7 separate regions of the Mus musculus genome follow, and regions 2, 3, 4, 5, 6 and 7 are each linked to region 1. The links are chromatin contacts, called in public HiChIP or PLAC-seq and promoter capture Hi-C maps. All regions are on one chromosome and are shown on one strand. The core of a region is the stretch at or near the end of the contact, and the rest is flanking DNA. Distances in the headings are between cores, read along the strand shown. Region 1 holds the start of Rragc (Ras-related GTP binding C). Region 2 holds the start of Exo5 (exonuclease 5). Region 3 holds the start of Zfp69 (zinc finger protein 69). Region 4 holds the start of Ago4 (argonaute RISC catalytic subunit 4). Region 5 holds the start of Ago3 (argonaute RISC catalytic subunit 3). Region 6 holds the start of Psmb2 (proteasome (prosome, macropain) subunit, beta type 2). Region 7 holds the start of Zmpste24 (zinc metallopeptidase, STE24).

Evidence for each region. Promoter capture Hi-C pulls out the DNA fragments that hold promoters and counts their contacts. HiChIP or PLAC-seq counts read pairs in DNA pulled down with a chosen protein or histone mark.
Region 2: a promoter capture Hi-C map of pre-B cells shows a contact between it and region 1, with 4 times the contacts expected there. The contact joins the promoter of Exo5 here to the promoter of Rragc in region 1. A contact is called at or near these places in 2 of 39 promoter capture datasets (the HPC-7 cell line and pre-B cells).
Region 3: a promoter capture Hi-C map of pre-B cells shows a contact between it and region 1, with 4 times the contacts expected there. The contact joins the promoter of Zfp69 here to the promoter of Rragc in region 1. A contact is called at or near these places in 2 of 39 promoter capture datasets (liver and pre-B cells).
Region 4: a promoter capture Hi-C map of pre-B cells shows a contact between it and region 1, with 2.2 times the contacts expected there. The contact joins the promoter of Ago4 here to the promoter of Rragc in region 1. A contact is called at or near these places in 3 of 39 promoter capture datasets (liver and pre-B cells).
Region 5: an H3K27ac HiChIP or PLAC-seq map of bone marrow-derived dendritic cells shows a contact between it and region 1, with 5 times the contacts expected there. The contact joins the promoter of Ago3 here to the promoter of Rragc in region 1. A contact is called at or near these places in 2 of 39 promoter capture datasets (erythroid cells and liver) and 2 of 115 datasets of contacts at active chromatin or transcription factors (astrocytes and bone marrow-derived dendritic cells).
Region 6: a promoter capture Hi-C map of pre-B cells shows a contact between it and region 1, with 2.5 times the contacts expected there. The contact joins the promoter of Psmb2 here to the promoter of Rragc in region 1. A contact is called at or near these places in 2 of 39 promoter capture datasets (liver and pre-B cells) and 1 of 9 other capture datasets (liver).
Region 7: a promoter capture Hi-C map of pre-B cells shows a contact between it and region 1, with 5 times the contacts expected there. The contact joins the promoter of Zmpste24 here to the promoter of Rragc in region 1.

The regions. Positions count from the first base shown.
Region 1 is chr4:123,915,593-123,918,697 of GRCm38.p6, reverse strand. It overlaps Rragc (Ras-related GTP binding C), which reads right to left and starts at 1,265. Exons shown (of 7, transcript NM_017475.2): 1 at 931-1,265. The coding sequence starts at 1,164. It also overlaps D130007C19Rik.
Region 2 is chr4:120,923,454-120,926,528 of GRCm38.p6, reverse strand. Exo5 (exonuclease 5) reads left to right here and starts at 1,524. Exons shown (of 2, transcript NM_028457.2): 1 at 1,524-2,018.
Region 3 is chr4:120,950,053-120,953,419 of GRCm38.p6, reverse strand. It overlaps Zfp69 (zinc finger protein 69), which reads left to right and starts at 1,732. Exons shown (of 6, transcript NM_001384119.1): 1 at 1,732-1,976.
Region 4 is chr4:126,532,194-126,535,574 of GRCm38.p6, reverse strand. Ago4 (argonaute RISC catalytic subunit 4) reads left to right here and starts at 2,117. Exons shown (of 18, transcript NM_153177.3): 1 at 2,117-2,390. The coding sequence starts at 2,372.
Region 5 is chr4:126,428,101-126,431,178 of GRCm38.p6, reverse strand. Ago3 (argonaute RISC catalytic subunit 3) reads left to right here and starts at 1,637. Exons shown (of 19, transcript NM_153402.2): 1 at 1,637-1,911. The coding sequence starts at 1,893.
Region 6 is chr4:126,676,183-126,679,395 of GRCm38.p6, reverse strand. Psmb2 (proteasome (prosome, macropain) subunit, beta type 2) reads right to left here and starts at 1,753. Exons shown (of 6, transcript NM_011970.4): 1 at 1,551-1,753. The coding sequence starts at 1,641.
Region 7 is chr4:121,096,222-121,099,669 of GRCm38.p6, reverse strand. Zmpste24 (zinc metallopeptidase, STE24) reads left to right here and starts at 1,460. Exons shown (of 10, transcript NM_172700.3): 1 at 1,460-1,793. The coding sequence starts at 1,671.

The DNA of each region.
Region 1 (3,105 bases), core at 16-2,515:
TAAAACAGTTGTCCAGCAAGTGCAGGGGCGGAAGATGTGGGGGTAGGCAGCGATGTTGCTTTTTAAAAACACCACCCCTACAAAATACCAGAGATTTCTGTTTGGACAGACCTTTGTGTCAGAGTGGAAATGGGGAAAGCATGGTTGTCTGTGACCGTAGTTTTACCAGAAGTTCGCTCTGTTTGTAATGGGAATGGCTGATTGAAAGAAATCAACCCTGCCTCTATTTCCCTAAAAATACAAAGCCTTAGGCATTCATTCTATTCGTTCACGACGGACCCAAGTGAAAACAAATGCACTGATGTCTGTCCGCCTGCAAAACCGTCTCCAAAGATCGCTGTGACCAGCTACTGGGGACTGTCACCTGTAACTGCAACCACAGGGCTACAAGTTCTAAATAAAGTAGGTGTAGCGATAGAGTCCCCCCCCCCGCCCCCCCCCCCAAAAAATGTTTTTACAGAAGTCTCCAACAGACTGACAACAAACACTGAGATGCCCAGTGTCTTCGCCACAACACTTTCAGGCGCCGCTACGGTCCAGAGGCTGGGAGGAGATCCCTGAAAACTCCTGTCACCTAAGTGAGATGCGGCGGGACAGCACGCTCACCAAGTTCTCCGCGTGAGAACCGGGGACGACGGGTCGGTTTCGTCAACGCCACAAGGGCAGCGACCAGAAGGGAGGAGTTCTAGGGCGGTGACCGGCACCTGCCTCCTCCCTCCAGCCAGCGTCGCCTCCTGGCCCCCCTCGACCCTCGGAGGCCCAGGTCGGGGACCCTGGGCGAACCGCGCCCAGGCTCTGCGCTCGCAGGTGTGGACAGTGCCCGGGGACGCAGCGCCAGGCCTCCACCCTCTCAGGCCTCCTGGGCACCCGCCACCTGAGCGCCGTGGGCCGGGCAAAACCAAGGGCAGGCGGCGGCTGCGGGGCGCTCACCTTCTGGATGGAGGATTTGCCGCTGCGCCGGAGCCCCATAAGCAGGATCCTCGGCTTGGAGCTGTCAGCGCCGCCCGGGCCGCAGCCGCCGCCGGCCCCCGCGCCTCCGCCGCCACCCGCCGCTGCCTCCTCTTCCTCCTCCTCCACGCCGTAGCCGAAGTCCTTGGGGAACGAGTCGGCTGCGCCGTAACTGCCGGCCAGGGGCGTCTCCTCCGCCCCGTACTGCAGGGACATGGTGCTGGACCACCACCGCCCGCGCCCTGACAGGCCAGGCCAGGTTAGGCCGCCGCCTCCCCAGGCCGCCGCTGTTGCCGCCGCCCCCGGCAGTAGCCGCCGCAGGGCCCGCCCATAAGCCCAGCTCCGATTGGGCCGCCGCCAAGCTTCGGTTTATTATTGGCTGGGCGGGCTGCCACTCTGGGACAACAGGGTAAGTGGTACTATCACGTGCCCGGAATCACCTGACTAGCAGCGGCAGAAGGGGGGGAGGCGTCACGAGGAGTTCGGCCTGGCCGCGCCTCTCGTCGGCCTCCGGGCCTTCGCCCTGGGGGCACAGCCCGCAACGCACCTCGGCCTTCCATGCGCGCGCTGGGCTGCTCCCCGCTCCCCGCCTTCTTCCGGGCTCCGAGAGCAACGCAGGGAAGCTTCTAGGCGTCTGGGTAAGAATTCTTTGTGCCCCCCTCCCTTGTTGCAGCTGCCCTGCCAGTATTTAGTGATGCTTGTCAGGTCCTGGGTACCAGGAAGGCACTGGAAACTGAATTGCCCCTCCATGCCCTCAAGTTGCTTGAAGCTGAACAGAGATTGGACTTCTGTGTAAGTTGACTCAGTACAGATTTTATGGGAAAAGGCCATGAGGATAGATGAATTGCTCTGGAATTGGGTGAGTCCACCGGAGGTCGTGTGTGAGCCAGTCCAGACCTATAGATTCGGCACGTGCGAAAGGCAATTAGGAATCTCAGTGATAACTTGCCTATGCTGGTACCTGGAACCCGATAAGGAAAACAGATACGAGCATGCTAAAACATCTTCTAATTCCGTAAGCAGATCGCTGATAGGATACTGCTGCCCTTATATTCTACCGACTCCATCTTCACGCCCACCTAGTGCCCCTCCAGTAACCCATCCAGCAACTGAGTACTTGACTTCTTTGTGATTAGAGACTAGAGGAATTAGGGCTAATGAAGGCAAATGATTACTGCCAAAGTATGTTTCAGAAAGTTGTAAATGTCTCGGACTCCCAGAAGTGGAAATTTGACAACCCTTAAAATACAGCCGTGTACACTCAAAAGGAGTTGGGGTAGGGATAGGGCTTCTGGTTTTACAAAGTGACTGTTGTTTGCAGGGCTAAGGATGAAATTCGGGGTCTTTTGCGCATGCTAGGGAAAATTCTACCACATAGTCTCATCTCCTACTCAGACAGACTGATCTGACTGTAGAGAGAAAAGTAAGCTCTAGTAGGCCGTCACAACCTCACCTAAAAAATATCAACTCCACAGTACCTAATAGACAGGCAGAATGCACTTAAATATGCGTGTGTCTCTCAGTATCAATGGGAGAATGCTTTCAGGACACCCTTAATCCGATTAACCGACTGGAAGACGGTCAGATTCCTAGTATAGGCTATTTACATGTGAACCTATGCACACTCCATGTACTTTATATTATCTCTGCATTAATTATAATAACCAGTACAATGAAAAATGAAATTGTGTCTTTGCCAGGCATGATATGATGGCCCACATCCGTAAATCTCAGTACATCTGAGGCAGGTGTAGAATTCCCCCCAAAAAGTTCTAAGTCAGCCCACTCTACACATCCTTGACAGCCTTAGCTAGAAACCCCTTTTTTAAAGAATGGGATGTGTGTATAAATAGTTGTTGCACTATATTGCATAAGTGTAAAAATAAAGTCTACATATGTTCAGTACAATTCCCCCAAAATATTTCCAATCCAGTTGGCCTAATCTATGGATTCAGAGAACCAACTGCTGTGCCAGGGGAAATCAAATTTAACGGTAGCTTTGATAAAAGGTTTAACAGTTTTTGGGTGGAATATATGAGTAGAGATCATAGGACAACCACAGATATCTAAAAACTTTCACCCTGATTTTTTGGGAACAGTTTCTTCTTTATCTATCTCACAATGGGAGCACTGAGATTACTGACATAAATATGCTCA
Region 2 (3,075 bases), core at 275-2,774, 3.0 Mb after region 1:
TTCACAGCAATGGAAACCCTCAGACAATAATTGTCTTAAGTGCAGACCCATTGGTACTATTTCTACCCAAATATACTTTGGTTTTGTCATAAAGATGTTATGGTCCCCAAATATCCATTCTTATTACTGGATTCTCTTAGGGCCTAACACTAGGTTCTAGTAGGATTAAGAGACTAGACTCAGCCACTCATCTTCAATATGCCCTTAATGAAAGAAAGGGGATTTATTCGATGAGGTCACTTTGGAAAGAGGAACAAACACAGAGGCCTAATGATTTCCAAGACTGTCTTTGGGGTTCTGACATGTGGTTTAGGTTTAAACAAAGCAAGAGGGATGTACAACTAAGCAGATCAAGGAACAGTCCTGTCCACAGTTGTCTCAGCTTGTGTCTTCTGCAGAGTGGTCTGACAAGCTGTAAGGATCCTATGAAGTCTCTTCCTGGGAGGTAAGTTCTCCTCTGAATGGTGGGTGGCGGGGGGGGGGGGGGGGGTGGGGGGGTGGGGGGGGGGGTTCTACTGCTTCCATACTGCCAAAGGGAGGGGCACAAGTGCTTCTCTTTTATCTTTGCTCCCACTGTGATTGAAGATAGTATTTCATGGGTTTTACTCCACATTTGGAAATTTCCTCTTTTTTTTTTTTTTTTTTTTCCTACGCAAGTTCCTTGTTTGGAATCTGTTCATCCTCCCCCTGATACAATACACTTTATAAAACCCTGATTCTGGTGAACCCCTTAAACTGGTGACTGAATTAACTAAATGAACCTAACAGCTAGGCTTTATCCTTCTGGACTTTAGACTCAAGTCTAGAGTCCCAGCGCTGAGATTTTTGGTGTGGGTCACCATAGATGCTGGGAAGTATTTTTCAAAGGCTCAGAGGTTAAGAGCACTAGCTGCTCTTACAGAGGACCTTAGTTTGTTTCTCTGTGCCCATGTGACTCAACCCTTCTGTAACTCTGAGGCCCTCTTCTGGCTCCCGAGGGCACCAAGAAGATATGAACCACAGACATGCATGCAGGGAAAACATTCATACACATAAAGGAAAAAACAAAACATTTTTTTTAATCTTTAAAAAGAATCTGGGCATAAGGGCACAATGGCTTGTAATTCCAGCACCGAAAAAGCAGAGGCAGGAGTAACCCAAATTGGAGGCCAATAAAAAGGATAAGAAATAAATAAAATAAAATAAGACACTGACAACTGCCAGCGTCTTTGAAGCTTGAGTTCATGATTGTTCACTAAGCTGGGAAAGCTGATGTCAGGTGCTAAGATCCGGATTCGGGCTCCAAGGGTGTCAGAGGCCAGCTGCACTGGGGACAGCGAGACGACCACCATGACCGTCCTCTCACCGGGCGGGCGTAAGAGAACGAGACGGTAACAGCCTGCACTAGGCACTGGTGGATAAGGAAATACAGCGGACTGCAGACGCCCACTCAGCCCCAGTGTCGCGAGAACCAGGGGCCTGGTGGGTGGGGAGGGGTGTGACATGAAAAGGGGCGGGCCTCCAACCGCCGCCGGGAATTCTGGGACAGGGGTGAAGAGCTAAGGGGCTGCCCCTTTCAGGCACGCCCCTCATTCGGGTTTTTGTTCTGTGCATTTTGGGCCCGCGATTGAGTCTTTGCGCTTGGGCACACCAGGGGGACTGGGGCTGGGGGCTGAGTGGAAAGCACACGCCTGCCTGCGTGGAAGGCCTGTAACGAGTCAGGACGCAGAGGATGAAGGCAGCAGCAGGCAGCCGGAAGCCATCAGCAAGGCAGGGCCTCCGACCTCAGGCTGCGGCTGGGAACCTGGAGAGCAGAACTTACCGCCTGGAGACCTTACCCTTGGAGAGGCCAGTGTTAGGAGGATTTATGACACGCAGCTGCCCTAGCAGTGTGACTCAAGTGGAAACACCATAATGTGAAGGAGTGGTCAGGTGAAGAGAACAGAAGTCCACATTCCATCATAGCAAGGTGCCTCCCCATCTCCCCTCGTTTTAATACATGCTCTTCCCTGTGAGGAGGGAAATCAACTAAGGCCCAGGTGAGTACGAGTTGCCTCTCTCCTGAACTTTTCAGAGCAAATAGATACATAGTAGACCCATCAATGCCTTTGGAAGGAAAGCCACATTTATTGTGTGTTAGTTAATATCTGTACTGTTTTAGCTCTGTGGGCATTGAAGGATTAGCTTACCAGTATACATTTTAAAGATGTGCCAGTCTCATCAGAGAATTTTTGAAATGTGCCCAAGATTATTCAAGAAACAAATAGCAGAACCGGGCGTGGTGGTGCACGCCTTTAATCCCAGCACTCAGGAGGCAGAGGCAGGCGGATTTCTGAGTTCGAGGCCAGCCTGGTCTAGAGTGAGTTCCAGGACAGCCAGGGCTACACAGAGAAACCCTGTCTCGAAAAACCAGAAAATAAAGAAAGAAAGAAACAAACAAACAAATAGCATACCAGCAAATTCTACTGGACGTTTCAAGATTAGATTCAAAATCTGTATCTTCAGGATCCCTAGACTCTTGATGCCGATCTGGTATTTTCTGAACATCTATCTCATTTAATTTTTCACCTAATAATTTTCAGCTTTATCTGTTTTAAAACTTTTAAAACATATATTCATATATAAAATATTTAATATGAATATTAGTAGATATTTCTATATCTTTAAGAAGTCAAGGGGGCTGGAGAGATGGCTCAGAGGTTAAGAGCACTGACTGCTCTTTTAGAGGTCCGGAGTTCAAATCCCAGCAACCACATGGTGGCTCACAACCATCTGTAATGAGATCTGATGCCCTCTTCTGGTGTGTCTGAAGACAGCTACAGTGTACTTATATATAATAAATAAATAAATAAATCTTTAAAAATAAAAAAAAAAAATAAAAAAAAAAAGAAGTCAAAAGTCTGCCAGGCAGTGGTGGTATAGCCTTTAATCTCAGCAGCTTGAGAATAAGTTCTAGGACAGCCAGAGCTACACACACAAAACCTGTCTCTCTCTCTCTCTCTCTCTCTCTCTCTCTCTCTCTCTCTCTCACACACACACACACACACACACACACACACACACACACACACACGTCAGAAGTCTAAAAAGAAAGTC
Region 3 (3,367 bases), core at 483-2,982, 3.0 Mb after region 1:
AACAGTCATTTTTGCAGGTTGGTGCCACCATGAACTGGGGAGTTGAATATGAAGAGCCTTAGGCAGACTGAGTAGGCACCCTAACACCACATGGGACTATGCCCACAGCTTGCTTATCTTTAAGTCTGCACTCGACATTGTAACTGAAGGGAAGCCGGGTGCTTACAGTTATAATGCTGTCTGCTAAAGATGATGCCCCCCGCCCCCGTAACATGTAGAGTCAAAAACAAAACAAACAAACCTCCTTCCACATTAACAATCAGAGTGGGACTGTGGGGAACCAATGACTTGTGATGTATTATACAGGCATTTGAAGCCTACTCTGAATGACACCTGGTGTCTGTTCCAATCAAGAGTTAGCTAATTAGTTACTTAGTGCAGTAAGACTAACTGCTTAGCAAGACAGAAGTCAGCGGGTCCCTTAGATGGGGACACTGACAAACAGCTCATGAGATAAACTCAGAGCTTTAGTTCTGCCAACTCCAAAGATCTTCCACTCCTCTCAGGGGTGCAATCCCTTTTCCAGGAGCACCAGATGCAACTGTACAGTAGTGTTTAATAAACTCTCTACTGCCAATTTGTCTTTTTTTTTTTTGCAAATTAATTTACAGCCCAAGTGCCACTGTCTTCAACTCAATAGATAGAGATGACTTTGAACGAAGATCACAGCCAACGACACGAAATTTTTTTGCAGTTCATGAATTTTTCCCATGTTGTTTCACTTATCTTCCCCCATCCCAAACACACACAGACACACACACACACACACACACACACACACACACACACACACACACACACATTAAAGAGAACACCCAGCCCTTCGAGGTTCTACTCATGTGGAGAGGGTTTCCTATATCAGTCCCAAGTCCGCTCATTTTTCCCCCTCCCAGTCTCTATGTGCAGTATGAAAGGTCTGTTTTCCAGATAGCTGGGCAAAAGCCGCTTTCAACTTGGATTAACTTTCTGGATGCTGGTTTTCCAATTTTTGCTCTGGTAAGTGTTTACTCTGTCGTCATCTCTTCTGTATCTTCCAGTGGGCTCAGTTTTATTTTCTCAATGCCATATGTTTACTGAACTTTTAAAGAGATAAGTTAAATTGAGGAACTGAGGAAGGCTAACTCAGACACCAGACACTTCCCCTAGCTACAGGCACTCAGGAAACACGCCGTGAGAATATGGGAAGAAAGGGGTTCTACCTTCCAGGACCATGGGAAAATAAATTCCTATTGTTTAAGTCACCGGTGTGAAGTGTTTTTCTTTGGGGGTGGGAGGCAGCCTTAAGCAAACTAATACATGTCTTTAGGGACATTAAAAATACATATCCCGGAATTTTTTTTTTAAGTTTATTGTTTTCTAGGCCCCTGTTGCCTTTTGGATTGTCTATTTTTCTACTTATCGAATTCACCAGAATTAGGAGATTAGGAGAGAGCAGGAACTGCGTGCGATTTAAGGCTGCATCCTGAAGCCTTAAGAATGAAAGAATGACAGAGAAGCGGCTTCTCCAGGAAGACTCGCCGGGCCACGGGGTACAGGAGACCCTCAGCAGGGGCTGCCGGCTTCGCTGGACACCGCCCCTGGGTCTGCCCGGGCGGCTTCCGGCTTCCGGGATCTGGGTCGCGCAGCACCCGGGTGGGCGGAGCCACGGGCAGGGCGCTGACGCGAGCAGCGTGGGGTGGGCGGGTCCCGGGTGGAGGCGCGGGGACACGAACCGGGCTAGAGGGGCGGGGTGAAACGGCGGAGCTCGGGCATCTGAGCCGCAGCCGGCGCCGCAGGTCCTGGGCTGGGACAGAAGGCCGGGCAGGACGCCTGTGCGCGCGGAGCTCCGCTCCCGGGTGCGGCGGGTGAGAAGCGGGAGAGGCCGGTGTCCAGCCCGGAGGCCGACGGTGTCCTGTGTCCCTCGGAAGCCACGCTGCGCACTGGGCGCCGCGGTGTGAGCGTGGAAGGCTGGCGGGAACGGATCCGGAGATCCTCCGGTGAGTAGGCGACTCTGCTGCGGAGCTGCGAGCTCGACCGGGTGGCTGCCTGCGAAGTTCTGCCGATGGGTCGTTCAGCAAGCTTCTGGGATTGCCAGCTCCTTCGGAAGGAACAGCACAAAGTTTGCACTTAGTGACGAGACTTTTTACATAGTCGGGGCTATTTGCACCAACTCCGGTCTTTTTGGACAGGCAGTCTTTCACCTTTCCTCCTCTTCCCCCAGACTTCAAAGAGCAGTCCCCTCCCCGAGAGAGAGCTGCGTTTGGGTATCAGGTCCACTGAATCTGGTCCCAGTGTCCACAACTATTCATATGCTGAATGGGCGATTCAGATGATGGATTCGGGTTGTTTCCAAATTGCTGTTATGGTCAGTTCTGTAGTGGTTCTACTTGCACTTGACATACTATATTTCCTCCTCTCCAGCTCTGTGGGAGCACATAACCCTGCAGTTTTAATTGCATCTGAACCGGGGATTCGTTTCACCAGCTGTGCTGGGCATTTGGAGTGTGTGATGACGACTGTTGCTGCTGGCTTATGACAAAGCGCAGCCCTGTGAATTACTGTTTTATCAACTGAGATATTCAAGCTGAGCTTTCTAATTGTTTTCTAAAATAACTCTAAAACATGATGGCCACTGGGGCCCCGTAAAGGCTTTGGCAGACAGGTCTGATGCCCTGGTAAAAGGAGAGAACCAACTCTCAAAAGTTGGCATGTGACCTCCACCCCCATAAATAAACGCATGTGATTTTTTTTATTTTTAATTTTTTTTAAAGATTTATTTCTTTATTATAAGTACACTGCAGCTGTCTTCAGAAACCCCAGAAGACGGTGTCAGATCTCATTAGGGATGGTTGTGAGCCACCATGTGGTTGCTGGGATTTGAACTCAGGACCTTTGGAAGAGCAGTCAGTGCTCTTAACTGCTGAGCCATCTCTTCAGCCCGTGATTTTTTTTTTAAACTTTAAGATAATGTTTATTGTACAGCTTTAAAATAAAAAGGTCTTAATTGTTAACTTAGTAGACCTAACATTGTCTCAACACTGCATCCCTGTGCAGTAGTTAACATCCACATTTTATAGATGAGGAAACTGAAGGTCAGACTTGAAGTGCCTCAGGTCTCAGCTTTACATACAGGTCAGACATCAAAGAGCCTTCCTTGGCGCCAGCTCCAAATATGTAAGCAGGCAGAAGGGGCATGCAGCTTACAAGGTGGTCAGGTCAGGGCATGTGGACATTTGTACTTTTTTTTTTCCTTTGGTACTGGCGTCTTTGTATCTATGTGTTTAAAGTTGAGGGTTACTTCTGTATCCAGGACACTATTATTTCAGTATTGGTGCCGAATCTTCTAGGCCTTTTTGCAGCTATAAAGACAGTTCTGGACTTCTGGCTG
Region 4 (3,381 bases), core at 868-3,367, 2.6 Mb before region 1:
CAGCAGTTCATAACCACCCTTAACTCTAGCCTCACAGGACCAGGAGCACTCTTCCGACTTCCATGTGTACTACATTCACACGCACAAACCCACAGTCAAACCCATACACATCCCCATAATTGAAAAAAAAAAACAAAAACAAAACTTTAAAAAAAAACCAACAAACTGTGAGCTTCATCCTGGGCATGGTGATGCATACATGTCTGTAACTCGGCCCTTGAGAATCCATGGCAGAAGGATCAGCAGTCATCCTTAGTCACACAGCAAGTTCTAGACCAGCCTGGGGCATGTGAGACCCTGTCTCAAAACAGCAATAACAAAATCCAAACCAAAACAAATCCCTTGAGCTTCTTTCTAGACAGTGGTTTTTCTTTTCCTTTTAGTTATACACCAGTTTTTCTTTTCTTTTCTTTTCTTTTCTTTTCTTTTCTTTTCTTTTCTTTCTTTCTTTCTTCCTTCCTTTCTTTCTCTCTCTCTCTCTCTTTCTTTCTTTCTTTCTTTCTCTGTGTGTGTGTGTATGTATGTGTGTGGATTTGTATGTGTGTGTGCATACATGTGTATGTGTATGTGCAGGTATGTGATGTGTGTGTGGTGTATGCATGTGCATGTGTAAGTGTGTGGTGTGTATTTATGTGTGTATGTGGTATGTATATATCTGTGTGTGTATCTGTGTGTGTATGTATGTGTATGTACTGTATGTGTGTGTATGTACAGTGAGCTCCAGTGATCTGCCTGTCTTTGTCTCCTCTGTCTCACTCTGCAGTCCTGGCTGTCCTAGAAGTCACTACATAAGTAAACCGAATTGGCTCTGAACTGCCTCAGTCTCCCTAGTGCTGAGATTAAAGGCTACACTGGGCTGGAGTCTCTTAAAACATGGATTGCCTTAAATTCTTTGGTAGCAAAGGCTGGCCTTGAACTCTCCAACTTCCTACTCAGGCTGTCAATGTTATAAAGTACCTTTACCCACTGAGCCATCTTCCTTATAAGAAAAAGAAGTTGGGGGCTGTAGAGATGGCTTTAGTGGTTAAGGGTACCTCATACTCTTGCAGAGGCCCCAGGTTTGATTCTCAGCCCCTACACAGCTTACATTATCTGTAATCCTGTTTCGAGGGGATTCGATTTGGTCTTCTGGTCTCCGGAGGCACCAGGCACAAACACATGCATGCAGGCAAAAAATACTCATACACATAAATTAATTAAAACCAACCAAACAAAAAGGAGCGGTTTGAATAGAAGTTACCATGGGAAGACCGTGTGATAGCACAAGAAGATAGATTTCTACAACCGAAGGAGAAAAATCACACCCCCTGCCCCAACTCGCCTTGATTTTATTAGACTGTCGGTGTGCAAAACTGAGAGAAAACGCATTTCTATTGCACTAAGCTGAGGTACCCAATGGTGGGCCCCAGCAAACTAGAATGAGAGTGTTGTGCCTTTTTAACTAATAGACTGCCGTTGCCCGTTTAGTTGACCAGACAGCCTATGGTCCTGTCTTAACTGGAAGTCCTGAATGGAAACTTTAAGGACACTTGACTCGCTGAGCTACCTGCTGCCTTGGTGACATGTTGACCAGTCTTGGGACCCAGAACAGAACCTGCTTTCCCTGCACAGGGAAGGAAGGTGACTGGATATGTGGTGTCCGGGGTGAGGGTGGGGGTGGAGTAGGAGGAATGACTGAAGGTGACTGAAGGACCGATTGTGCCTGAAGTGTCCAGGGGTCATCTCTGGTGGTGGTGGAGCGATGGAGGACAGGTTCCTAAGGTGAGTCTCAGGACGAAGTGGAGGGCTGCTGCCTGTGGGTCATCAAGGACTGGAATCCAGCTCTTTCGATGGCGACTTGGAGGAAGGTTGCCAGAATGGGGACCGGCGGAGCGGCGTGCGGGACCGCAGGCGAGCGGGCCCGCTGGTGGAAGGGCGGGCGGGCGCGCGCCTGACGCGTCCTCTGGGCTCGGCCCCCCGGGCGCGCGCCCGTCCCTGCCGCACCCCGCCCCCTGCCTCGGTCAGGCTCGCTGGACCCCGCGCGTGCGGGGCCGCGCACGCCCCCTTCGCTAGCCGGGACCCGGGACCGCAGGCGCCTGGCGCCCCCGCCCCGCCCGGCGGGCGCGCGCCGCCTCCCGCTCCCGTTCCAGCTGGCGGCGGCGGCGGCAGCGGCCGGGATTGTTTTTGTTGTCGCTGAGGCCGGAAGAGCCGTGACAGAGTCGGGTCCCTGTCCCCGGACTGGGCGCCGCCGCCGCCCCCTGCCCGCCCCCGGCCCGCGTCTTCGCGGCGCCGCTTCAGCGCCAATATTCCAGAGAGCAAGCGTTACGCGGCTCCGGCGGGGCCCGGAGCGGGAGGCGCTGGGGACCGGAGCGAGGCGGCCCCCGTCGCCGCCATGGAGGCGCTGGGACCCGGTGAGGAGCGCGCTCGGACCAGGGTCAGACCTGGGGCTCGGGAGGGCAGACAGACCGGCGGAAGGGACTGTCGCTGCCCGACCGCCGCTCGCGGACCCGGCTGCCGGCTGCCAGGCCCCGGGAAGGAAGGGGTCCCATGCCCTCGTCCCTGGGGGGCGGGGACCACGCCCCAGCTGAAGACTCTAGGTCTATTCGGGACCCGTCTAAGGGAGGGAGGCTCAAGAGGTGACCCGAGTTCCCCGGGGTAGGGCAGACCTGTTCGGACCTTAGATCTCTGTCCACGGTCGCCGCGAGGCTAGTTGGGGCCTCAAATGGGACCGTGTGTCTGGGGCACGCCGAGGCCCGGCCCAAACCTGGAAGGCCTTCTACCTTCTGTCAAGGGTTTTCTTGGTGTGGGGCAGAATCCCTGTTTTCTTTTGCACTGGCATCTGGTTCCTCAGATGAGGAGGAGAGACCCACTCACTCATGTCCCTGAAAGCCAAAGGGAGAAATGTCCGTTCTTTTTCCAAAACTCTGAAGTTTGGTATCTGTCAGTTTGTCAGTCCCAGAGTGCTCTGGAATGACAATCCAATACTCTCCAGCAAGGGCATCAATGCCCTGCCTTCCCTTTTAATTGGGTTATCAGAGGCTGTTAAAATCAAACGAAAAAGTGTTTTTGAAACTGTGATTCTTTGCTGGTTATGGGTGGCCCCTGGTTCTCTCGCTCTCTGCTCCAACCCAAGGAAGCTTTCCAAACTCTCACGAATACTCTTCGTTTGGAGCCTTGTGCTCCTGTCTCAAGCCCTACAACAGGTTGCTAATGGCTTGGCTAAGTAGGGCAAGGTTTAGGGGCAGTGATGGAATTAGTTTTCATATTCAAACCTTGTCTACATAGTAGACTTAGTTGTATGTTTTTAAAATTCATAGAAAATTAGGTTTATTGTTTGCATTTGGAAATTTTGCAGGTTTGTTAACTTGGAACATATTTACATAACTGAGCGATTAAATCCTA
Region 5 (3,078 bases), core at 388-2,887, 2.5 Mb before region 1:
ATGAGTTTTTCATGTGGGTTTACCCTAAAACAGTAAAAGCAAAAGTAGATAGGAACCCATCACAGATATTTGTTGGATTTCACTGACTCTAAGGACGCAAATCTTCCTTCAGTGTTAAAAAAGGCAGCACCTTCGAAAAGATGAATCAGTGGTTATGATCACTGGCTGTTCTTCCAGAGAACCTAAGTGCTTCCCAGCACCCAGGATGGCTCACAACTGTTTGAACAGTTCTCAGGAATCTGCCACCCTCTTCTTGCCTCCAAGACACCAGAAGTGCAGAGACCAGACACCACCACACACATTTGAAAACAAATAAAAGCATGCTGTTTGTCACCACACCATGTTTTTCTGGAAGCTAGTTGAGCTTGCATTCATTCAAAGAACTAGTTCCAGAATCAAGAGATTGGGGGTAGGATAGGTCCTTCCACAAGTCTGAGATTTAGTTCTTATGGCTTAGGTCAATATGGATTGTATATAATCAGAGCTTGAACATGACTTTTAAGATGTGCTCATTCATCTGAGGATGTGATATTTTAAAAGTGATAAGAGTATTTCTTTTCAGTCAACAGGAAGAGAGGCAGAATTGGTGTGCTAGATGTGGCTTGGAGTCACTTCCATGTATTAAATGTTTATTATGTAGTCAGCATATTTATTAAGTACCTCAAAATTGTAACTATTGTAAATATTTTTGTTACTAACATTTGGGAGGTTTTTGTTTTTTGTTTTCCTTTCAGTTTTTCTGATGAGGAAACTAAAGTCCAAAGATAAAGTGACTAATCCAAAAACCCAAAACGGGGAGGGAAGGGATCGTGAAAATAAAATCTTTCTCAATTCTCTTTTTTAAAAAAGAAATATATGTCAAAACATTACTGGTTCATTGGGACACGGGGAAAAATACTGAATCATTGCTAAGCTTGCATGAAGTATCTGGTTTCACGAAGCCAAGTATTTTTAAAAGACGGACTATTTGCCGGATAATGAGCTGGGTCTAGTCTCCCAAAGGTTCCAAGTCAGCAGAAAAGCACCAGACTGGATCGGATCGGGGAAACTGGAGGCTGACCAATTTAGCTGTAAAAGTCTCGAGTCCCAAGGAAGAGAAGGTTTAGCAGGTGTTTAAACACCGGAAGGTCGTTTAGGTTCCTCAACGTATTGGGAGACTGTTTAAACATAAACGTAATTCCATCTGGTATACATGGAACATCCCGTTTCTTGTTCATCCGTTTAAAAACTATATTGAACTTGTGGTCACCGCCTAGTGCACGTGCTCCAAGCGGGTGTGGCAGACGGAGCTGGGAGGGAGGATGCCCTTGGCTGGTCACCCGCCACTCTCAGGTAGGATGTACCTCAGGTAAGCTCCGCGGGCAGGCAGCGATGTCGCCTCAAGCAGCGGTCCTCACCCGGGAGGCTGGCACGGGGAAAGCTGGCCTCTCGCTCGGGATTGTCGCCGTCAGGCACAGCGGGTGCAGGGCGACCGCCCATCCGCGGCTCCGCCCCAGCCAGGCACCGGCTCACCCGCCCACAGATCCCCAGACCTTGTTGCTCCCGCAAGGCTCTGGCTCCAGGCGAGCTGCCGACCCGGAGGGAGAGCGGGGCGGGATCCGGAGAGCGGAAGTGACGCGAGCGGGCTTCCGGGGGCGACCGGGAAAAGCGAGCGGCTGCGGCGGCGGGGCGGCTGGCGGGTCGGGAAGCTGCACGCGTCAGCATCTGTGGGCGACGCAAGTTCCGGACCTGGTTCCAGCGTCCTCACTCAGGACTGTCGCCGCTCTTACCTCGCTGCAGGCTGTCTGTCTCTCCCGACTGTGCCTCTTGTGCCCGGAGCTTTCCGAGGGCGTCCGCTCCTCGCCTCTGTGGTGGCACCCTTCTCTCGTGAAGCACTCCCCCCAGCTCCATGAATGGAAATCGGCTCCGCAGGTGAGGCGAGCTGCGGGACAGGGCAGGTGGGGTCGTTACCCCGATGTTGTCCCCTGAGCATCCTTGTTCCTTCCACTTCAGGTGCTGTCAGCGCACATAGTGAGGGAGTTGCGGGCTTTCAGGCCCGATGCGGGTGTCCTCTCCACAGCCCAGGGACCTACACTCTTGGGGTCATTGAGTTGGCGAAACTACAAGGAGGGCTTAAGTTTGGAGTTCTGTAGGTGATGACATCCCCCTAGAGTGCTTTCCCCTGAGAATGGAGAGAAGTTTGCCCTTGCTTTTGGAATTCTTGTTGGAAATATAAAGGGCGCGCTTGTCCTTTAACCGGGTCGTGTGTCCCATGGATGCAGAACAAGTCAGGCATAACCCTTATCTACCTATTAGTGTAGTTTGAGGATACTCTGAGATAATCAATGATTACGTTTCTAATTGGTGCTCGGGCGACGTCAGATGCAAGATGGCATTGCTCCCACCCCTGGTTCTCAGTGTCTGAGTGTGTAGTTTCTGAGGAGCTCGGAGATGTCCTGTCGCTCTGGACCACTGCTTACTAGAAGGCAGAGCTTCAGGATGCTGACACTATTTCCCCTCTATTTTCTATTCCCTGCACAGGAAATCTGGAATTTAGGATTTGTCTCTTGAGGAAAAAAAAAAAAAAAAAAAAAAGAGGTCTTGAGAAAGGAAGCCGGCCTGGATAGTGCTTGTCTTTAAAAAGGAAAAAGTAGTCAGCGATTCTAAAGTAGTTGATAGAGTAACATGAAATAGGTGTTACATAACGGCCTGCTGGCCCAGCAGTCACCCTGTTCTCCAGTTTGAAAGTTCTCTCCATCCACAAGATCAGTAATATATTGTTTTCATATATTTGGGGGATTGCCTTGTTATTATGTCCTAGCAAGTCACTGAATTTCATATCTCATCTTGCCAATTTGAAAGGTCCCCAAATATAAGAGAAAAAAAAAAACCCAAAACTAAAACTAGCAACATAGAAGGCCTTCAAATCAGTTCAGGGCATAATTGTCGAAGGGATACAAAAAGGCATTTCCTTTATTATGTGGAATTTCTTTCTACTCAGTGTCTACCATTTTTTCCCTTTCTATGTTCCATTTTTTTTCTCATATTTTCTTAACAGTGAAATATGTCTAGGCTGTGAAGTTTTGGACTCTTATTATC
Region 6 (3,213 bases), core at 504-3,003, 2.8 Mb before region 1:
TGGAATTTAAATTCTTCATGCTTACACAGCAAGCACACTGACCTACTCAACTATCTTCCCAACTACATAGTATTCTTTTTTTTCTTCCTCTTTTCAGTCCCTAGCACTGTAAAGAACACAGAGAGGCATGAAACTTGTCAAATGAACTTTTAATCCACTGAACAAAAGCTAGATATCTTTCAAACAGTAACATGCCTATGATCAGTCATGAAAACACTCAAGATTCTGTGGGTCAGTTGTCACTATAAAGGTAGTGAAGTTGTTAAGGGTAAAAGAGATCATTTTGCATAATGTCTACTAACTTGTTTTTGGAGTGCTGAGGCTGGGGCCTTGTATATGGTCGAAACATATGTTGCCACTGAATTGTAGACTCAGTCCCAAATTACACAGATTTGAACCTAGGTTCTACCACCTGTAAGCTTAGAAACTTTTTCTTTGATAATTTTAAAATTTTTATTTATTTATTTAGAGACTCTCTCTCTTGTTCTGCACAGGTGCACATTGCCACAGAACAGGTGCACAGGTCAGAGGACAACCTGCAGGATGTTGGGGTGGGGTCTCTTCCTCTGCCATCTGGGTTCTGGGACCAAACTCCGGTTGTGAAGCCTGGGCAAAAGCATCTTTACTACTGAGTTATTTCAACATCTCCTTAAGAAAGTTTTGTACATATACACACATATACACACACACACATACATATATACACATACATAGATATGTATACGCACACATATATGTACACACACACACATATATATGCATGTGTGTTATATATAATATATACTATATCTATACATCTTAGTTATACATATTCTGTCTCCAAAACTAACTGCAAGAAGGGCACATAGTAGAGCCAAACTTTTAACAAATTAAAATGTTAACGATGGACACACCTGATACATATATGCTTCAGTTTGTTAAGTGTTTGTCCAATGCTAACTCCTTCACTCAATCCTCTCAACAAGTTTTGAGTTGGTTATTAGTAATTTGAGAGATAAGAAAATCTGGGCACGGGAAAAAAAATAACGTACAAAACTCACAGAGCAAATAAAGAGAGGCCATCTCTGCTGCATTCCACTATTTAACGACAAGTAAAATCTAGCAGCCAGGGAAAGGCGGAAGAGGCTCTGAGGTGAGCCACTGAAGACAGCGGAAGCAGAGTGGAAATGCCAAACTCTGGGGAGTCTCACTCTCCCCAAGATCCCACCTTAGGGCACCCACAAATTATAACTTCTATCTGGGGCGACTGAAACTTGCCAGAAATTCAGAAATTGGAGGCGCCGGGCACACACTTGAGCTCTCATAAACTTAATTCCCTCACGCTGAGCAACTCTCACCTAGCAAGCCTCATCTGACCCAGAATCCCAAACTAGAGCCCTAAGCTTGTCTGCCGGCTCCCCCGGCTTCTCAATCCTGCAGTGCCAGCAGGGCAGAGCACACTGGGCTCCATCTTCCAAGCTGCCCAGAGGGAGGCCCACGGTCCCCTTCACCAACTCCCGCCGACTGCCCCTCCAGCCAGGCCCGCCGGGCCTCCCCCTGCTTCCTCTCACCGTCCTTCATCTGGACAATATTGCTGGCGGCCACTCGGTCGGAAGCGACGAGGACATAGTCTGGGCCCTGGATGCCAATGAGGTACTCCATGGTGCCGGGAAGCGGGAGGCTGCAGAGGCCACGGACAGGGACACTTCCCGGGTACACGACCTCACCAGTGAGACAGCACACCCGGACTGAGCTGGGGGTGACGCAAGACGCGCGACGGCCCAGTCACTGGCGCGGCCCAATGACGTCACCTCTCGCGAGAGAGCAGGCGGGAGCTTGGGTGCTTTTCCGCGCTGAGATTGCGGAGTGGGCTGGTCTAGAGGTGTGGTTTGGAAACGTAGCTGTGGGTGATGGGGCGTTGCGTTTCCTTATCTACCAAGTCGAATTTTAGAGTTTGCACGCAAATCAAGCCGTACCCTGTGTAAGAAGTACCAGCACGTGTGGGTGCTACAGAGGAGAGGAGGTCTTCAGCTTTCTGGTTTTCATTTCCTTGCTCGTTAAACAAACGGGAAAATTTTCCCTGCAAGCCAGATTGAAGAACAATTTCCCCGAGCCATAGAGTTAAGGACCAGGGGAGCAGCCTAGGACAACACATCTCAAAAGCAAAACAAACAAACAAACAAAAAACCTACTTGGCGGTGGTTCCCTCTTGAAATCCTAGTACTGGATAGACAGAGGCAGAAAGCACGTTAGTCAAGCCTGTCCCTCGAACCCACGGTAGAAAGAACAGACTCCCCAAAGTTTTCCTCTGACCATCACACTAGCGCGTTCATCCCCAATACAAATAATTTTTAAAAAAAATTTTAAATTTAAATATTTTACTATACTTCTGTTTCATTACATTTAAAATATTATTTTAAAAATGTATTTATTAATGTAAATGAGCTAAATACCTAATAAAAATGGGAAAAAAAAGTATTTATTTACACTCCAGCCATTGCCCCCCTCCCCAAAGTTCCTCATCCCAACAAATTTTTAAATGTTCACTTTTATTTACTTATTTTTTATATTTTGATTTGTCCCGACAGGATTTCTTGGCTACTCTGAAACTCACTCTTATAGACTAGGCTGACCTCGAACTCAGAGATCCACCTGCCTCTGCTTTCTGAGTGCTGGGATTAATGTATTGTGACACCACCACCCGGCCTTTTTTGAGAGATGGGGTATTACTACTATGTAGCCTTGGTTGTCCTGGAACTAATTTAATTGTGTTGACCAGACTAACTTCAAATTCACAAAAATCTGCCTTCCTCTAACTCATCAGTGCTAGAATTAAATTCCTGATCCACATGCCCTACATGAAATATTTTGGAAAGAGTAAGATAGGAAATTAGGGATGGACTGGAGAGATGGACCCGTGCTTAAGAACACTGGCTGCTCTTCTGGAAGACCTGGAATCAATTTCCAGTACCCATAAGGCAACTGGAAGACAGCTATCAGCAACTCTGGTGTATCTCTGTCCTCTGAAGGCACTTCACACACTTGATGCACACACATACATTCAGGCCAAAACCCCATAACACATAAAGTAAAAATAATTCTTTTAACAATAGAAAGGGTAATAGAGGAGAGACTACAATTAAACTGCATATAGAAATGTCTTAGTGAAACTTGTGACTTTGTACAGTTAATATACTTGTGCCGGCTAGTCCTCTGTCAACTTGACACAGACTA
Region 7 (3,448 bases), core at 211-2,710, 2.8 Mb after region 1:
CCTTCCCCTGGCCCTGGCAGAGGCCCATTTTCACCTAAACTTCCTCACCTTTGATCAGGGATTAAGCCCTACCTATAAACATTGGGCTTACCTACCTAGGAATACCACTCTTCCATTGGTACAATGGAGAGAGTCCCTAACATCACAGTGGCATCCACCCTTTGTTGACACAAGGGCTAGGCTATGCTTGTGTTTTTCCACAGGACTCTACAACACCATGATGGGTGCCAGTACAAAACATCCAACCAGCCATGGAAAAGGAGGACAGGGACGAAGCCTCCTCTCTGAAGACCTTCTACCTGAGGAAATGGCACTTGTTAGAGCTATGTCTCTACTTGCCTGTGATCCCTGTTTTCATGCCATTTGCCTTACACCCAATCAAGTACAAAATATTTCCCAGGCCCATGAACAAAACTCAAAGTTCAGCTAACAGTTCAATCAGTAATTTTGCTGAAAGCAAAAAATCCCCCAAAAGAACTTTTGGTTGCCAAAGAATCTGTGATCCTATATTGAAGTAATTCACTTTGTCAAGTAACTTCTACTGATTACGCTCATGCAGATAAATTTAGTCATGGTTGAGAAATTTGAAACCTTAATCTCAACATCTTTAGCATCACAATCTCACCATATTTTAAATTGGAGCTACATATTTTAATTGGAGCTAAAGATTTCGCAATTCACTATAAATAATGTTTATACAAAGTGCTATTAGTTCATAGAAACTATTAATTAAATAACATTTACTTTGTGGTCAGAAAAATTCTGGCTTCACGTTTCAAGTAAAGTCAAAGTAGTAACAGGGGCCATAGTGACCCTATTTCATTGTTGAATTCCAAGGCAAAGGTACTGAGCTGTGATGGTGTGTGGTGATGTGTGGTGGTGGTGGTAGTGGTGGTGGTGGTAGTGTGTGTCTGAAACAAGGTCTTGCTAGGCTTAAAGGCAGTGGCTACCAAGCCTGCCTGTTTGAGGTTAGAAATGCAGTCCCAGGACTCACAGGTAAATGCCTCTTCTGACTTCACTTGGGGAGGATGAGATGAAATGTGTAAATGAAAATCCTAATCACTAGAGTCATTTTCATCTCTAATATTCCCAAAACCAGAACTTTCGAAGACAAGCCAAACAACCCCAAATGCCTCGTTTGGTTAGTTATCCTGGAGATGCACATCTAACCTTTGAACGGCACTAAATAGAAGGAAGGAAAAGTTTTAGAGCCTCTCTCATCCTTCCCAGCTACTTCTAGAGGGAATATTTCTATGACCCGGCTTATCCGGTCCGGTTAAGCACCGGGGTCCATTGCCCTCTCTGGTAACCCGCCAAAGCAAAGGAGAGGCGGCGACCACACTGACGTTCCCAGGAAGAAGGCCGGAACCTTTGAATTGGATCCCTGCACACAGAATCCGGAGGGATATTTCAGGTGCACCGCTGCTCATTCTTCAGGCGGAAGTGAGGAAGGTGGGGCGTCTTATTCTAGCAGAAATAAGTAGGTCCTTGAAGAGTAAGGCTGGAGGGAATCGTGTCTTTGTGACACTTCTGGCAAAGCTGAGGGAATGGGCGTCTGAAGAAGCCCTCGGAAGGGACCCGTATTGTTGTGACACCGCTGGCACTCTCCGAGGGACGCGTGTCGCTGAGGCACCGGTGCACGCTAAAGGAGCGGGTGAGATAGGGTGACGATGGGGATGTGGGCATCGGTGGACGCTATGTGGGACTTCCCTGCGGAGAAGCGAATCTTCGGGGCGGTGTTGCTCTTTTCCTGGACGGTGTATCTTTGGGAGACCTTCCTAGCACAGCGGCAGGTGAGCATTGACGTGTCTCCCCCGGCTGAGCCCCTGGACAGCCTTAGGCCAGCCCGAGCCTCTACCCAAGCCCCTTAGTGTTTGCCCGGATGTAGCAAACCGTAACCCCCGGTGAGCTTCCTAACTTTTCCTAATGGTGACTGCCGCTTTGAGGAGTTTTTGGAAAGGCAGAAGTTGTTTGCAACGTTGTAATGGGACCCAAGCCTGTAAGCGGCTAATGAAAGGGAAGAACTGCCCTACCGCCAAACTTGAGCATGTCTATGCCTGCTTTACAGCGTCTTAAGAATCTTTGGACCGGGACTTGACCAAGCCTCGTTGGTATAGGCTTTCTAAGTGGAGGTGCTAAATTTGTAGAATAATAACTTCCCATGATATTGATGTTACCATGCTCAACCTCACTTTGCAACCGTTCCAAAGACTCGCACGCCGTTTGAAAATCCTCATTAGAGCAAATGTTGTTTGGGGCCACAATGTGTGTGTGTTTCATTAAAATTTCTCTTTGGGTTTTTTGTTTAAAACGTTAAATAGTGCAGTAGAAAAGCTAACAGTTTTCCATGGAGATAGCCATAATTAACAGTTTAATTCGAAATGTGAACGTTTTAGTGAGATGGACTTTGAAACAACAAAACAAGTTATCTGCAACATTATAATGGGTCCCAAGCCTGTTGGTGTCTAATAAAAGGAAAGGACAGCCCTGCCGTCAAACTTATGCAGGTCTATGCCTGCTCTGCAGTGTCTAAGTTTGGACAACACTCGTCTGTGTCGTCCTTGAGAACCTTCCCCTTTAACTGCTGGACCTATTTCTTGAGCTCTGCAGTCCTTTTCGTCTGCAGTTTTCTTCTAACTTACACTGTATGTGAGTTTCTTTGCCAGGCAAGTGCTCTCCCACTGAACTACATTTCCCAGCCCTTCGTGACTCTCCGGATTGCAAGTTTGAAATTTTTTTTTTTTTTTTGGTTTTTTTGTTTTTTGTTTTTTGAGACAGGGTTTCTCTGTATAGCCCTGGCTGTCCTGGAACTCACTCTGTAGACCAGGCTGGCCTTGAACTCAGAAATCCGCCTGCCTCTGCCTCCAGGGTGCTGGGATTAAAGGCGTGTGCCACCAAGCCCGGCACAAGTTTGAATTTTAAAAATCTGTCAGTGTCGGGTTATGTCTACCTCAGTCTCTTCCTTTAGTATGTTCAACGTGTTAAAAATTACTGTAGCTAGGTACTCAAAGCTTCATTAGTTCAGAATTGCATAAGTACCCTTGCTTGAAGCAAACACATAACGTGTAGTATCAAAACAGCAGGGTGAGATATTGAGTACTTATCTGACATAGTTTATTAATAGATCAAGTTGCATCTTTTTTTTTTTCCAAGACGGAGTTTCTCTTTGTTTAGCCCTGGCTGTCCTGAAGCTCACTCTGTAGACCAGGCTGGCCTTGAACTCACAGAGATCCATCTCCCTCTGCCTCCTGAGTTCTAGTATTAAAGCCATGCACCACGACCACTTGGCATTGTTGCATTGTTGTAGGGTTATAATTTAATGCCTTCAGCTTTTTGTTGCTGTTGTTGTTAACATACAACAGGAAAAGTATTTATTATAAAACTATTATAGAAGGTCTATTATACCTTTGGTATCTGTTCCTTGTGTTATGTCCCAGGGGCTGAAATT